Linked DNA regions of Arachis hypogaea: region 2 is linked to region 1. The links are chromatin contacts, called in public Hi-C maps. All regions are on one chromosome and are shown on one strand. Each heading gives the region's core, a stretch centred on a gene start, on an enhancer-like site or on the middle of the called end of the contact. The rest is flanking DNA. Distances are from core to core; before and after follow the strand shown. Region 1 holds the start of LOC112733780 (a long non-coding RNA gene). Region 2 holds the start of LOC112733790 (ras-related protein RHN1).

Region 1 (5,599 bases), core at 124-2,623:
TGGAAACGCATCGTTAAGCTTGGGGGCTACTAGGTTCAGCAGGGCAAAACGAGATATAAGTCGTATAAAAGCTCAACTTGCTAATAAATAGATAGGCAAGTCAAGTTCGGGGGTTATGTATCGTACCATATAACTCGGAAGTAACGACTTATACCTCGGCCACGTCAGAAAATTCGAAATTGCAGATAAACATGACCTTATCACGTAAACAGTACTCCCCAAGAATCTCGGCTGGGGCTGAGATCCGCTCGACAAGCCACTGAACAGTTCAAACACTAAAAGCCTATAAAACGGCAGCAACATCAATAGTCTAACAGACAAGTCATACAATAGCAACTCGATTATATACATAAGTTAAGAGATTTTCTACTGACTTGACCGTCGGAGTCCTTTTTGCAGGTACCACGCTTGGGTCCAAGTTCAAGGAGGATACTTCAAACGACGAGCAAAGTCATCTCTTGCCGTCAACATCCAGGATCCGATGTATAGCGCAGAGAAGAATATCCTTACCAGAACAATATATAATTTAGTAATTATTTATTTTATAAAACTATAAATATGATATTTTTTATATAAATTATATTATTTCTTTTCTAGTATTGGTATATAGATATTGTTTTCCTTTTTTTTTTTTTTGTCCTTTACATAAAACACACACACACTAGGGGTGTTCAAATTCAAATCGATCCAAATTAAACCACTCATTCAATCCAATCCAAATCGAAAACCGATTAAAACCGCACTAATTCGGATTTGATTGGATCTTATTTTTTGTAAACCGCTGGATCGGATCGGATCAGATTTCTGATCTACTTTTCACAACCGATCCAATTCAATCCAAACCGCACAATGTATTATAATATTATTATTTTATTATTATGTTTACAATTATACTTATAACATATTCACTTTGTTATATATTTTTATATTTTTCATGTATTATTATTATTTAATAGATGTTTTATGTTCAAAATGTGATTTATTTATTTATTTTAACTAACCTATAATTTTATTTTTATTCTTATGTTATCGTTGGTTTTTTAAGATATTGTTAAGACTTGCTATGTCATTGTTGGTTATTTGAAATTTGATGTTAAGACTTGTTATATATATTTAATTTTTTTAATTTACAAAATCGCAAATCCAATCCAATCCAAACCACTCGAAATTGGATCGGATCGGATCCATTTTTTTTAAAATATCATCCAATCCAAACCGCACCGCAAGTAAACATAGTGTTTGAATCGGATGAGTTTTTGAACACCCCTAACACACACTACTACCACATGGGTTCTATATCCTTCACTCCAACCCTGGTTCATCTCTGCCATTTGTCCAAGTCTCAGCTGCGCTTCTCTTCTTTTTCTTTCTTTCGGCCATGGCTCGTCTTCGTACAAAGGATCTCATTTTTTTTTTCTTGAACTGAAGAAAGTGAAAGTTTGAAGTAGTGCGACCCATCAAATTAAAAAGGAACCATGTTTGCCGTCTGAGGCCTACATTTTAACTTGACTTTGGATTTTTGGATTACCAAAAACAGTTAAGGCCTGGTAAATGGTCCATCAGGTCGAATATCTGGCCCTTTTAAAAAATAATGTTTGCACCAACTTAGATTGATCAATGCGTGGAAAGGAGCAGCGGTTGCAGATTGGGGAAGGAGAATGCATCCAGTGCCGGGTCCAGTTCCGGGTCGGGTCATAGGGTTGGGGGTTTCCGATTTCTTTTTTGTGGTCTGGGCTTATCTGTTAGCCTGGACCCTGACCAAAAAAAAAAAACTTAGATTGATCACATGTAAGGCTTTGGTCTACTGGTCATTATGTATACTTAACAACAAATACACCCGAATTTAGAAAAACAGATTATTTTTTATCCTGCTAAATTAAAAGATACAGTAAAAAACAGGAAAAATGTTTGTACTTAAGCCTTTGATTAATAACATTCAAAAATATTTTTAATAAAGCCTTTGACTAGTAACATTTAACTCTTTTGTAATACCAAAAAAGAAAATTCAACTCTCTTATCTAAACATTTAAGAAGGATCGGAAATGCTTGATGTCCTAAAGAAAAAGACAAAGCGCCTGATGACCTAATGAAACTGGATGCAAATGATTAACCAAAAGGTTTGAGTACTTTTTCGGAATGTAAAAGTTTTTATAAAGAGATTCTTATCTACTGTATGAAATTTCAGTCTATTTAAATGAATTAAATTAAACTTTTAACAATAAAACTTGAATAATGACTATTCAACCTGAATGAAATCTAAGAAATATAAGTAAAAAGATAAAAAAAAAGTTTTAGTACAACCAAAAGGATATAAAAAATGCATACTTAAATATTTCACTCTAAAATATCCACTAATTAATTATCTATCAGACACTAAGAAAACTAATCCTAACAGTAAATACAGTATTTATTGACATCAGAATAACCATAATCTTTAATTCTCTATACACTATACAGAATCTCAAAGAGATAACGTCTCCATCTCTGCTATTGGAAGATTCAGCTCCATTTGTTCCTTAGGCAGCAAGTCCACTTCTCTTGTACCATTGGTAACCCCAGAAGCAATTAAAGGAAGGAATTTGCAGCAATTGAAGTTAATTCCTGCATATGAGTAGTTGCAGATTGTTCTCATAATTCCTGTATCAAAATTGTAAGAAACAACAGTTCCTGGAATCTGCAAATATATGCTCCGTGCTTGTTCACTATAACCAATTGGTGAAATCTTGTAAGGTTCCCAATCAATGAATCTGCCATAAAAAAATTGGTACTTTGAGATAAATACTTCATGCATGATGCTTTGGACTAGTCTCCATCTAAACCTTTTGGAATCAATGCAAGCATAGTATGTTCCAAGAATATCATCTTCCTTGAGAAGATCCCAAATGTGGAAGCCATCAAAATCGGTGTAACAATAGTACACTCGACCACCCGATTCGCATAAAGAACGACGGTAAGTCATTGTTGATTGCCAAGACCAATCATCAAACAAATTTGGCAGTTCAAATAGCTCACAACGGCTACCTTTGACTTGGTACACAAGCAAATACCTGCTATTTCCCAATGGATTGCTCCGTTTGAGTAAAGAGGAGGCGTGCCAAGCTCTTGAAACTCGAATTCTGGCAAAGATGGCAAAGTCAAATCGGTGAGGTGTTTCCTACTCCAACTTCCAGTGCCAGAAGAGAAGATATGCAGTTCTAGTCCGTTAGATTCGGATGAAGATCCTGCTTCAACAATCACAACCTCAAATTGGGAACCATCATAGGCTAACCCGATTCGAATGATGCGGCCAAGGGTGCTAGCCTGAGGAATCATGTGAGAGTTCTTGGTGTGGGAATTGAAGACATAATAGCAGGGTTGATCAACACTATAGCCAGACAAGAGGATCAAACCATTGCTAGAAGCAAGTGATTGCACAAAATTTTCAGTGAAGAAGCTGAGGGAATGGTTAAGGACAGCACCATTCTCAGCATCATCCAAAAAGAGAAACTGAGATGAACCATTTTCGAACTGATAGTGGCAAACAAGACCTACGCTGCTATCACGAGAGGTTGTTCTAACACCTTGGAAATTATTGTACTCCATGTTCTTCATTCAGATTGGTGCTTATTCAAGACAAGAAACAATTTTTCTCCACCACGTTCTAAAATACCTGTGATTGTGAACAAACACATGAAACTTCTAATTGGAATTGACTTTGACTTGATCAATGTATTTTTTATATCCAGGTGCATACGAAACTTCTTGTGGCTTTCTAGTGGAAAAAAAATTACTAATAAGGCACAAAAATTACAAAGAAATTACACAGAAATTAACATTAAAGTTTCCACTTTATTAGAAAAGACAATCATGACATGAAAGCAGAAAAAATGTGAACCAAATCAAATTAATAATCATAGTACAAGATGAATACTGACCATATTAGAAAAATTAGTTAATATAACATTGAAAAATAACATGAGAAAAGAAAATACCTTAAAGTGTTGCCTGTGAACTGCAGTGTGAATTATGATTGTGGATTGGATCACTTCTTCGATACAACTAAGGAGAAATGGTATTCCTGTTTTGTGACCTCAGTTAGTGGTTCAAAGGAAAAAGACGAGCATCTAACTAGTAAGTAATCTGTTTTAACCTTTTCCCTCCTTACCCAACAAGTAATCTGTTTTTTTTTTTTTTTTTTTTCAAATGTTGACTTGTCTTGGAGGTCACTGGTTGAACTTGAAACTTGATAGAAAAGAAAGAAGTACGAGTCCTCAACTTGTCATATAACTCCACGTAAACAAAAGTGAAAAAATTATGGGAAAAAACTACTTATGATAAAACATAATTAGATGTCAACACATTAGCTACTACATAGAATTTACTAATAGATTAATACATAATAGTAGGAAAAACTTTTTGGACATCAAAATTGAAACTTATAAAGCAGTGTTTGTGCCGAATAAGAATCTTATTGCTCGTTTACTTAATCTGAATACACTATTTCATTCACCAAGCTAACACAAAACGATATAGAAAAAGATTCTAAACCCTAGGCTTTTAAAGAAAAAGAAAGAAGCACAAGGCTGAAAAGAATTGAGAGATTTTAAGGACATTTGATGGAGAGAGACAGGCCAGCTCCAAGCTCATGCTGCTAACTGCACTAAACCACAAGCTGGCTAAGAACAAAAACCAAATTCTATCTTAATTTGGCCCGCTTCGGCATGCTACTACTGAGACCAGCTCGTGACTTGCCAAATGCTTTTGCCTTCCTTCTTTTCCGATCTTCTTCACTGTCAGAGTCGTTCCCTTTCTCCCTGTCCGCATTGGTTGCTTCCCTCTCAAGTTCTTCCCATGTCTTTCCCTTGTCTTCTTCAGAGTCCTCCTCCGAGTCATCCTCGTCCTCGTCATCCTCGGACTCCACAAGCGATTCACTATCGGAATCATCATCATCTGTATCAGAATCCGGCTCTATATCAGATGGCTCATAGCCTTTGTCCGACTCTGCAGAATTCTCGGATTCTGAATCCGTAGCTTCCAAATTCAGAAACTCCCAGCCGCCACCTTCAATAAAGCTCTGTGGGTCATCAGTGATTGTCTTCAGGATCTGACGCCAATTCAGATTCAGCCTGCTCTCGTAATACTTGATGTCGGTTGTGTCCAGCCATTCCTTGATGCCATCAAGAGAAGTTGAAGGGATGGAATCAATCCTGAGGACATCTCGCTTGAAGTCCTTAAAAACTATAGTCATATCAAAGTTCTTCTGCCCAAGCCCAACTCTCTCTAGATTCACAATCTCAATCTCGCTCAGCGTGACAACAAGGAAAGGGGTCTCAATCAGTTCAACAAGGCAAGCTGAAGTGGGAACGATAAATACAGACGATTTGTGAGGTACGCCGGGGAAGCCAAGTTCTCTAAGAGGTTGATCAAACTCAAGGTCAAGGCCATTGAATTGCGGTTGTCCCCAAAGATCATTTACCCGATTCACAAAAGTCTGAAACTCCACATTGATCTTATTCTTCCTGTCTCTCTCACGTTGTTCTTCTTCAAGTTCGTCAGGGTCATAGGCAGATCTCTTACTCCCTCCAACATTCTGGACCATGTCCATTACCTCAACATAAAA
Region 2 (5,819 bases), core at 1,223-3,722, 89 kb before region 1:
TATAATAATATTATCTATGGCTATGAGTTTGAAACTTGAAGTTATATGAAAGTAACTGGCAAAGCTTTTTGCAGGCAACAAGGACTTGCCCATGAAGTGCTGCAATGGTTTATATGCAGAATGGAAGCTTGGTTTGCTGCTGATGCGGATATGATATCACTGAAAACCTGGGACCAAGTAAGTGCCATCGTATATTAATATTAGTTGAAGGATAAAAAATATCTTTTTTTCGTAAAGTTAGTTTGCCACCTGCCTTTGATTAGATTGGATTAGATTATTATTGAATATATGATGGAGTTCTGTGAGTTGAGTTTGATAGTAGAAGCCTAAAAATGTCAAATTTTTGTAAAATTGACATAGATTGTTTCAGACCGATCATTATATAATGTGCATTGGTTGTTTTTATATTCTATCTGAATGCAAAGATCAACTTAATACTAACTAATATCCAAATATGCTTACTTGGTTACATTTTATTTTTCTGATTATAGGAACATGTCCTAACCGGTGGCCATGGACTTATGGTGCAAGGATATGACCCTATTATAAAATCTCTTGCAAAAGATATTGATATACGCTTAAACCACAGGTATGCATACAAATCCCATTTTTTCATGATTCCATGACAGGACTTGCAATAAGTAGGGAGAGAAGAAAAATGTTTTTTGACTTGGAGAAATATTAGGCAATGGAAAATTTGAATATGTTGCTACTTTGATACAAAAAGTAAAGTGGATTTTTTCCGCGCGCTCTAACTTGGTTCTAGAATTAGATTTTCTGCTAATTTGAAATATGTTGTTTTACAACATATTTCACAAGTCCTTTTGCTAGCTCTTTTTAGACATGTGACAACGTAATCTGGGGACTTGTATGATTTTCTTTTGAATCTGAGACATTGGTAGCATTCGGTAGCAGAATGACCGTTTTACCATCTATAAGACACAAAGTTTTGACCCTTATGCAAACTTCACTATGTAGGGTGACCAAGATATCCAGTGGTTACAATAAGGTAATGGTTACGGTCGAGGGTGGTAGGAACTTTGTTGCTGATGCTGCCATTATAACCGTTCCTCTTGGAATTCTAAAGGCCAATCTGATTGAATTTGAACCAAAACTGCCCGATTGGAAGGTTTCAGCCATTTCGGATCTTGGAGTGGGCAATGAAAATAAGGTGGCCCTAAGATTCGACAAGGTGTTTTGGCCTAATGTAGAACTCCTGGGCATTGTTGCCCCAACCTCTTATGCCTGTGGCTATTTTCTCAATCTCCACAAAGCAACAGGTCATCCCGTTCTCGTCTATATGGCGGCTGGCAGGTTTGCTTATGACCTGGAGAAACTTTCTGATGAATCAGCTGCCGAGTTTGTAATGCAACAGCTCAAGAATATGTTCCCTGATGCTTGTGAGCCAGTAAGTTCATTTCTCATGTTCTCATACATGCTCTCCTCTTTGCACTCTATTGCGGGAGCCTGATAAACTGTTTTGTTGGATGATTGCAGGTTCAGTATCTCGTGTCACGTTGGGGAACAGATCCAAACTCTCTTGGTTGCTACTCATATGATTTAGTTGGAAAGCCAACTGACGTGTATGACAAGCTTCGTGCACCATTAGGTAATCTATTCTTTGGTGGTGAAGCTGTGAGCTTGGATAATCAGGGATCAGTGCATGGAGCTTACTCTGCTGGTGTTATGGCCGCTGAGAATTGCCAGACACACATTTTGGAGAAACAAGGCCAATTGGAAAAGATCCCTCTTGTCTCTCTCAGGCATGAAATGCTTGAAACTTCTATTCCTCTTCAGATTTCTAGGATGTGATCTGTGACCAATTGAAAATAATAAATTAACATTTCTTGTGTATGATAACACCCTTTCGTCTTATCCTGGTTTGTTGAACATAAGGATTCCTTTAAGTTATCACTTCCCGGATCAATTCTGTGTACTTATTTGGTTTGTGGTCGTAGTCATTTGGAATTCTGTCTAAAATCCATCACTTATTATTTTTATTATTGCTACGTATACATCTCTCGAATTTAATTATAAATTAATATTTAGCAAGCAAACTAAATTTATAGTATTTATAACATTAAAATAATAGAGGAATAAAATATGAAATAAAGTATATTGTTAGATTACTAAACTAAGAATTAAATTAAATAAATTAAGTTAATAATTAAGTGATACGTAAAAATAATAAATTTTGATAACTCTTAACATTTTTTAAAATAATATTTTTTGAAGCGCTTTAATTACAAATCACACAATGCATGACGCATCCACGAAGCTTCCTTTGAGGTAGCTGGTCAACAACACAAAACATATGCTCAATGGAGCGGATACTATGCCTCTTATGGCTTCGTATTTAAGCGTATGATTTAGCTGTCGCATATAAGCCTGTGCATTGAAACTTCCATCTGTGTCTCTTTTCTAAACAGTAATGGTATATTTCAGTGGCAGTATAGCCATTATTGCTATCCAAATTGAAATAAAATTAAATTGGTGGAAGATGGTAGCAGTCAAAGAATCCTATATATATTCTCCACAAGAACATAACAGGCAACACTAAAGGGATCGAAATTTTGGTTGTTTCTTACGTAGTTACGTACCTTATGGACTTGCCCAATATATAAGCAAAACCAATTTTTGCATTTGCAATTTGCATGTCACCATCAACCTACAGTCCCACACCAACCGTGTAAATAAAATAAATTAATTTTCTTTATTTAATAAAATTAAAGCCCAAAAGAATTCTGCCAAACGACAGAAAACAAATAAAACGAAAGCGTTTGGACGCCGACGCAGCAAGCAACGAAGGAAACAACCCACCGTAAGCGAAAAGCAAATAAACTTATTATTATTCAGCGGAAGAGACATTCTCTCTTTCTATTTGTCTCTTTTTTATCATTCCAAATCCTCAGCGTATTCGCGGAGTACAAAGCTCGAATCTTTTGGGTATTGGGTCGTAGGTTTTTCTCTCCGATTTGCCGATCGATCCAATTCTCATCCCAATGGCTACGATCGGCCACAACAATCTCAATGCCAAATTGGTCGGTCCTTTACCCTTCACCTTCGTTCTTCGCTCCATCTCTTTCCCGTTCGATAATTCCCTTGCTTTTAATTTAATTGTTTAGTATTTTTAATATTCTTAATATATATGTCATCAGGTTCTCCTCGGGGACATGGGTGCCGGAAAATCCAGTCTCGTTTTGCGCTTCGTCAAGGGTCAATTTCTTGAATTTCAGGTTTTTTAAACCCCTTTTTTGTATTTCCTCGTTTTGGAGTTGGAAGTTCTAAAATTTTAAGGGTTTCCTTGCTTTATTTGCTGAAGTTTGTTGGGTTTGTTGATCACGGGCATTTGTTTCGATAAATTAGAAGTGGGTTATTCGTTTTGAATCAAATCTTTTTTTTTTTGGGTCCCGGGGGGGCTACTATGATGGAGCTACATCATATATGGGAATTCCAGCTGGTTGCGAAAAGCTGAAGCTCAATCTGATCACGAAGGTTATGATAGTTGGTGGCTACTGAGACCAATTTGCTATCTTTTTGAAACTGAAGATAGTAGCCGAGAAGAAATTAAAAATTGGGATGTGAACGGGAGAGATTCAGAGAAGATATCTTCTCCTGGTGATTGTGTCAATGTTGATGGTTTTAGGAGCTTTGATTTTGTGACAAGGCTTGAATGTACAGAAGGTGGGGATCATCATACTGAATTTTTGTGGTTTTATTATTGTCACAGGAATCAACTATAGGTGCAGCGTTCTTTTCTCAGACATTGGCTGTCAATGATGCGACAGTGAAATTCGAGATTTGGGACACAGCTGGGCAAGAGAGATACCATAGCTTGGCACCCATGTACTACAGAGGTGCTGCTGCTGCTATCATTGTCTATGACATTACTACCCCGGTATAATACCCTTTTGAATACCTATTTAAGTTGTTAATATTTGGTCTACATCAATTAGCTTTTTCTGGCTTGTAATTTTGTGCTGATACTTCTTTCTTGCTTATAATGCATGGTAGGTCTCAAATCACAACTTTGTTGTGCTCAATTAGGTGATCAAGATGCCCTTTCTGTTGTATTTGTTAGATGCTGGAAATGTGTTTTTGGATTGAGGTTTAAAGTGTCTAAAATATGATTATCCTTATATCTTTACATTCCCCTGAAAAATAATAGTAAGTTTGAAAACATTCTGACTCTGGATTGTATGTGTTTGGTGTATACATAGTCAAATGCTGTTTTACAGTATTTCCATAGTTTCCAGAACAATCCTTGCCATGAGATTGCATCTTGCCTTTTAGACATTATTATATGCATGATGCTTCTTAATAGGAAACCTGTTTGTTTCTTTTTGACCCAAAGTTTACACAAAACGTTGTAGCATAATAGTGATTGAGGTCTATGCCATACCTTAATTTGAAACTAATGACTGATCAGAGGTTATTTAATAGATTTCATTACAAGGCTTGTGAAATTTGGTAAAGTATATGGTTGTAAATCTTGGTTGTTTATATTTGGAAGTTTGTGCATGTATGAGCATATGTTTGTAGGAGCTTAATTTGTGCAAAATATTGAAGATCAGTATGATGGGTCAACTTCATATTTTCCTTAAATGAGTATATCAAATCTACCAGCATGATTGTGTCCTTTGGTTTATTTCAGAGGATTGATAATTTGCTTCTAACAATTATACTGCCTCTATGTTTTACATGTAGGACTCATTTACGCGAGCCAAGAAGTGGGTCCAAGAGCTTCAAAAGCAAGGTATTAGTTAATTGGTTCTAAGGTTTTCTTATGCTTTTCTATATTGGGAAGTAAAGGTATAAATTACAAATCAAGATTGAACTAGGTATAAACCATTTAAAATGTTATTTTGATGCAGCATATTTGTGAAGAGTCCCCCCTAAAAACACATTCTTGAACTTCAATAATTTTATTTGTTTATTTATTTTTTTCCTGTTTCTGTTTTTATTGGAACTTGTGGATAGAATAAGTTAATTGTTAAATGAAACTCTGGAGTCATGCTTTACAGTAGAATAACTCATACATAAGACCATTGTGCATGAGATGATGTGAGAATGATTCTGTATCCTGTGAGTGAGAATATTGTGAACAGAAAAACTTAGAAGCCAGACACACCCCTTCCATTTAGAATTTATCTAACAATGTATGCTGGATATAAAAAAAAATAATGGTCAAAATGATTGTTGAGAAAATAACACTTGAGGCTTTGCTCTAAATTATTATATATTTAACAAGCGCTACCTTTTGTTAGCCGTTCTCTGTTAAACTTAGTCGTTTGGGGATTATGGCAGTTGTAGTTGCTTAAGTAGCTTCTCAAATAATGTACTTACAGGGAATCCTAACATGGTCATGGCTCTTGCTGGTAACAAAGCTGACTTGGAAGATAAGAGGCAAGTGACAGCTGATGTAAGTATCGTTTTCGTATATTCCTTTTATGCCATGCTTGCTGTATAAATTTTTGATATTCTTAACTTTGTGGCAAACAAAGGTTAAAGAAAAGAACAATAGGAGACTACTGATTCTGGTCCTAAACTATAAACCGCTATGGAAATGAAATTGACCTGTGAATTCTTGATGAAGAATTTTTTTTATGAAAAAGAAAATAGTGGTTTTAAGCTTGACATGCCTATGAACCTTTATGAATGCATCTTTGCAAAGGGAAAAATGGACATGCTTTTTTGGCTTGAACTGTGTATCTAGTATGTACAGTAATTCTGATTTTATCATGCAGGCTTGTTGTATCAAAATTTTGGTGCAAAAGATGCTGTAATATGTAGTTGTGATTGGAGCATGCTTGCATTGT

What was found. A called contact is a pair of places that touch in the nucleus more often than the background predicts.
Region 2: a contact with region 1 is called in a Hi-C map of an unstated tissue, with 5 times the contacts expected there. The contact joins the promoter of LOC112733790 here to the enhancer-like site in region 1. A contact is called at or near these places in 4 of 8 Hi-C or Micro-C datasets (leaf and an unstated tissue).

Annotation. Positions count from the first base shown.
Region 1 is chr13:133,950,790-133,956,388 of arahy.Tifrunner.gnm2.J5K5, reverse strand. It overlaps LOC112733780 (a long non-coding RNA gene), which reads right to left and starts at 4,115. Exons shown (of 2, transcript XR_011870027.1): 1 at 3,972-4,115; 2 at 2,168-3,649. It overlaps LOC112733779 (FACT complex subunit SPT16), which reads right to left. Exons shown (of 3, transcript XM_025782865.3): 3 at 4,429-5,599. The coding sequence ends at 4,676. Within about 2 kb of position 1,373, at least 2 of the 3 cell types and tissues checked have open chromatin away from gene starts, as enhancers often do.
Region 2 is chr13:134,040,934-134,046,752 of arahy.Tifrunner.gnm2.J5K5, reverse strand. It overlaps LOC112733790 (ras-related protein RHN1), which reads left to right and starts at 2,472. Exons shown (of 7, transcript XM_025782876.3): 1 at 2,472-3,041; 2 at 3,159-3,236; 3 at 3,731-3,898; 4 at 4,708-4,756; 5 at 5,349-5,422. The coding sequence starts at 3,003. It overlaps LOC112733789 (probable polyamine oxidase 4), which reads left to right. Exons shown (of 10, transcript XM_025782875.3): 7 at 75-177; 8 at 492-589; 9 at 979-1,408; 10 at 1,498-1,980. The coding sequence ends at 1,812.